Linked DNA regions of Danio rerio: region 1 is linked to region 2. The links are chromatin contacts, called in public Micro-C maps. All regions are on one chromosome and are shown on one strand. Each heading gives the region's core, a stretch centred on a gene start, on an enhancer-like site or on the middle of the called end of the contact. The rest is flanking DNA. Distances are from core to core; before and after follow the strand shown. Region 1 holds the start of nup43 (nucleoporin 43). Region 2 holds the start of lyrm2 (LYR motif containing 2).

The links. A called contact is a pair of places that touch in the nucleus more often than the background predicts.
Region 1: a contact with region 2 is called in a Micro-C map of caudal fin, with 9 times the contacts expected there. The contact joins the promoter of nup43 here to the promoter of lyrm2 in region 2. A contact is called at or near these places in 3 of 18 Hi-C or Micro-C datasets (caudal fin, hematopoietic stem cells and an unstated tissue) and 2 of 4 datasets of contacts at active chromatin or transcription factors (embryo and gastrula embryo).

Annotation. Positions count from the first base shown.
Region 1 is chr20:1,360,662-1,363,364 of GRCz12tu, forward strand. nup43 (nucleoporin 43) reads left to right here and starts at 1,420. Exons shown (of 8, transcript NM_212892.1): 1 at 1,420-1,607. The coding sequence starts at 1,488.
Region 2 is chr20:1,238,249-1,241,250 of GRCz12tu, forward strand. It overlaps lyrm2 (LYR motif containing 2), which reads left to right and starts at 1,598. Exons shown (of 4, transcript NM_001159831.2): 1 at 1,598-1,687. The coding sequence starts at 1,643.

The DNA of each region.
Region 1 (2,703 bases), core at 170-2,669, 120 kb after region 2:
ATATTTACAATATAAAATTTTAAGAGAAAAGTTAAAAGTTGCCCGGGAATGTATGTTTGCATGTACACTGTGGCATATGTTTTGCATATTATTGCATACTAATATATATATATATATATATATATATATATATATATATATATATATATATATATATATATATATATATATATATATATATATATATATATATATATATATATATATAAATATAGATAGATAGATAGATAGATAGATAGATAGATAGATAGATAGATAGATAGATAGATAGATAGATAGATAGATAGATAGATAGATAGATGGATGGATGGATGGATGGATGGATGGATAGATAGATAGATTAGATAGATAGATAGATAGATAGATAGATAGATAGATAGATAGATAGATAGATAGATAGATAGATAGATAGATAGATAGATAGATAGATAGATAGATAGATAGATAGATAGAAACTTTTACTGACATTTCTCATGTGAAATGTTAAGTTCATTTTTCTGTACAAATTCCATAACTTTTTTTTACCTTTTAATTTTTTATAATTCTTTCACTTCAGCAATAATAAGACCAACCAGACTGTTGGCTTTTTATTTTCATAAAATGCAATTTTTAGATTTGCAAATTACAAATGTTTCATTTTTACAACCCTAAAAAGTGTGATGTGTACATTACGCCACTGAACAGGAAAAAAGTTAAAAGTTTTTTCTCCTAAAAAGGTTTCCTAAAAAGACACCAGCTGTTATGGACGTCTTATGTGACATTGATTCCTTTAGAAATGTGCTTCTTTAAAAAATGATGAGATATTTCATGCAACCTGATTTTTATTCTATTATTATTATTATTTGTTGTATTTTATTTTTTAGATTAATTATAATTTTTTCCCTCCCTTTTTCTTGTTTATCCAATGTTATAAGCCGAGGGAAAAGCATCCGACCGCAGCTGTAAAGACTTGCTGCATCCGAAGTCGTCCCTCAGTCCACTTCAAGGAGTAAATGAAACGAGATGGGACGCTGTTTTGTTTGTGCGTTACTGTTTAATAAATCCCTCTGCCGGATTAGATGTGAAACTTCTTTGTGACTTCTGTGAAAATGACTAATGAAACGAAGACTTTTGAATCACTCAATTTTAAAACCTTCGCTGATGGGATTCCACCATCACTGCTTGGCCGCCATCTTGCGGTCAGATGCGGAAAATTATTCTGCGCGCAAACTCTCACAGCACATTTTGGGTGGCTGCTGAGTGTTTTGGCACTGATTGAGTGCACTTTAGAAATCACTATGGTTTCGGTCACCTGTTTTCTCAAATAGTGCATTATTAAGGTTATAGGGGGCGATTTCGGATACAGCCAAGAAGTGTTTTGTGAACGCGCTTGATCCTTTCAGGCCACCGTACTGTCGAGTACGCAGTCTGCGGTGGCGGGATACACTAGCAGCTGCACGTGAAGCTCCCTAAACTCCATAATCAGCACACAACGCCAGTGAGACGCGATGGACTGCATCAGCGCGAAGTACATCTCCCAGAAGATCAGCAAGACGCGCTGGCGGCCGGTGTCCGCGGCGTCCCTGCAGCAGCCCGAGGTGTTCGCCACCGGCTCCTGGGACAACGAGGCAAGAGCTCACAGCGGACACCACACATATACCATGGGCCGATCACACAGAATGCACTTTTGCTTTCCAACGCACTGTTGTTATGTTGATTTTCTATGTAAACACGCGCTGGACGGACATACACACCGCGTTTTCAGTACACATGGGATCAAAACTAACCATGTTGATGTTGTTAGCTCACGTTGCTAGTTTTGTCGTAAACAATTCACCACACTGACAGTTCGTCTCTGCATGTCAGTAAGAATAAAAGTTTGACATTGTACTTGAAATCTGAAAATTCACCTGTGTTTTCAGCTAAATACTCAGATTACGCCCCTCCTGTCAGTTTTGACAGCCCTATCACAATAAACAGAAATGGCGAGGAGGAGGTTTTATTTTAATTTCTTTTTATTATAACATTTTAACAGTAACAAAATATACATGCCAGGAGTAAGCAAAAATCAAATACACAAACTGTATATATATGTAAAAATCAAGGAAATACATTGTGGAGTTCACAGAGTTTTAAAGCTATCTTATTTAGAGTCTCTGATACTACTAATATATTAGCATAATTCAGTCATCAGTACCTTAAAATTCGGTTTCATTCATTCATTTATTTTCTTTTTGGCCTAGTCCCTTTATTAATCCGGGGTCGCCACAGCGGAATGAACCGCCAACTTATCCTGCTTGTTTTTCCACAGCGGATGCCCTTCCAGCCGCAATCCATCTCTGGGAAACATCCACACACACTCCTTCACACTCATACACTACGGACCATTTAGCCTACACAATTCACCTGTACCGCATGTGTTTGGACTGTGGGGGAAACCAGAGCACCCGGAGGAAACCCACGCAAACGCAGGGAGAACATGCAAACTCCACACAGAAACGCCAACTGAGCCAGCCGAGGCTCAAACAAGCGACCTTCTTGCTGTGAGGCGACAGCACTACCTACTGCGCCACTGTGTCGCCAAAATTCGGTTTCTTATTAGTAAATTTACATTTTTGAATGTAAAATTTTGTTAGCAAAATAATTAAATTAATCAATAAACAATTCTCCTCTTGCCTAGTGTACATAGTAAAGCCAAAAAATAAATTCTCACACAACAATGAC
Region 2 (3,002 bases), core at 348-2,847:
TGTATGTATTGTTCATTATTATAAATTTTCTCATTATTAGATTTTGTATACTTCCACTATGTGGTTTAGACTCAATATCAGTCCAAAAATATTAGTGGGGTATATGCACACGGACTTTTATTTTCAGTCAGCCAGCCTCAGGGCTTCCGGTTAATTGTCATCCCATACAAAATAAGATCTGATTTCTTTAAAAAAAATCAGTGATCTTCACTGCCTGGCTAAGATAGGATATAAAGTGGGTATCAGTCCAAGCAAGAAGCACTGCATTAAGTTATATTTCCCCCTGCCATGTCTTTAAAATATGGAAATTAATTTTACCTCAGTATTTTCAATGGAGTTTCTGCGCTCGCCTGCGGGTAATGATGGTGCCTGCGTTTAAACTGTCTTTCGTCTCTTTTTACGGTTTAACAACTAAATTAATGCTTTAGTCTATTGAACTGAATGCATTTTAATTACATTACAACATCAAGGCTGTAAAAGGAACCTTATGAAATTGAAAATAGTCACATAAAGATCTCACAGGAAGTTCATCATTGGCACTAGCTGTGCATAGAGCCGACAAATATTAAAGATTACATTTTTACATTAAAGCTATTTCGTGTTATAGTTACAGGATATGTATGCCTGCGAACACAAAGGGGGAAAAAACAGAATCTAAACAAAAATAATAAAATATGCAGGAATAAAACGGGAAATTGTCAAGAGAAGCTTTGTGAAGTCACGAATGGATGAACAAACTTTAATCTGTTTCTTGATTTAAGAAAAATTAAAGTCAACCCTGCTTATGCAACAGAATCAGATCAACCCGTTTAAGTGTTATAATAATAAATGTGAAATAAATTATGTGGAACGAAGAATGTAACACAATAATAATTTTGGAGTGACTAGTAAAATAATGGGCAGCCATCATGAAAATCTGCGAACATAATTGTATTAAATATAGACTTACTACAATTAACTCCGCAATTTAATTCTGACAATTATTATAAAATACTGAAAATACATATTAGATTCTTCAAGTAGATGGCGGTATTCGGCAACCAACCGGTTGTTGCTAGAAGGGATACAGCAACGGACGGAAGTTAGCGAGAATTATTTGTTCTATTCATTAATTTATACGTTAATTTTATTTTATTAACGTCTACCCCTACTTCAACACTAAACCTAATAATCACGGTAATGTTAAACCTGTAATTATACCTAGCATTATTCATATTATTTATTATATTACCCATTAAATTGTATTTTGTTAACGTCTACCCCTATCCTAACCCTAAACACAACCCGTATATTAATTATTGTACAGTCACACAAAAATTATGCTATACTGACGTGATTATCCGCAGCTGTATCCCTTCTAGACTAACTCTTCGTCAGATACAAAAGATGAAAAAGAAAACGCAGGTCTGGATCGGTTAACTCCTCCCCTTATTGCGCACTATCAGCGCACTACACAGCAAATGTGGGCGTTTCTGAATTTGAGGGTGTTTCCAAAATAATGGGTTGTTCCAATGAACATGATCGACCACACCCCTAAACCGCTGTCACTTTGAATCGAGCCAATCAGGTAGGACAATGGAAAAACGCCCCTCTAGTTTCACACAACAATTCCCTCCCACCACTTTCCTGCAGAGGAAAGAACATGGCGGTGTCTCGGTTACCACCAGCGGCTCTGAGTCTCAAACAGGTAAAGTCACGGTAAATCTTTGCTTATAAGTGTCTTACATTGGCGATAAAGCAAGTATAGATCGACAGTGAGCTGATCTTCACTACAGCTGCTGTCCGGACACGCGTATGCAGCACGAACAACAGCTAAATGTGTGTGTGTGTGTGTGTGTGTGAGAGAGACATAGAAATCTGACAGGCTATATGCAAATTACATACATGACGTACAAGCTTATGTTTACATTTCAGATAAATAATGTCAAAATATTAGAAAAATGTCTGTTTAAATATATATATATATATATATATATATATATATATATATATATATATATATATATATATATATATCAAACTATTAGAAAAACAGATAACGTTAGGTTTCAATATATCAGCTATCATCGTATGTTCTTCATATATATGGCTATAGAACATCTAAAATATTTGAACATGTATGTACATATTTGTAATTCTAATGGTCGAAACATATGTAAACAGATAGTTTTTTCGCAATATTTTGAGGTACATGTTGCGTATTTGACATATTATATTTCTCAAATCTAAATATGAACTTCTATGTCAGTATATAATTTGCATACACTCACTGGCCACTTTATTAGGTACACCTTCCAAGTATCGGGTTGAAGCCTCTTTTGCCTTCAGAACGGCTTTAATCCTTCGTGGCAGAGATGCAACAAGCTACTGGAAATATTCCTCAGAGATTTTGCTCCATATTGACATAATAGCATCACACAGTTGCTGCAGATTTGTCGGCTGCACATCCATGATGCCAATCTCCCGTTCCACCACATCCCAAAGCTGCTCTATTGGATTGAGCTCTGGTGACTGGGGAGGCCATTTGAGTACACGTATGACATGGTGCGTTATCCTGCTGGAAGTAGCCATCAGAAGATGGAGACACTGTGCTCATAAAGGGATGGACATGGGCAGCAGCAATACTCAGGAAACCGCTGATACAAGGCAGGATGGATCCATGCTTTCATGTTGTCGAGGCCTAATTCTGACCCGACCATCCGAATGTGACTGAGACTCATCAGAGCAGGCAACGTTTCTCCAATCTTCTATTGTCCAGTTTATTTTAATATTTTTGAGATGTGAATATTTTTCTGGTGTGAATCTCTTTTTTGAGATCTCAATCAGGTTAAGGTCAGGACTCTGACTGGGCCATTCCAGAAGGTGTATTTTCTTCTAGTAAAGCCGTTCTGTTGTTGATTTCTTTACAAATCTGTTTCAGTTCAGCATTATTCTTGGGATGTCTGGTGTGAATCACCCTCTTGAGGTCATGCCACAGTATCTCAATCGGGTTGAGCTCAGGA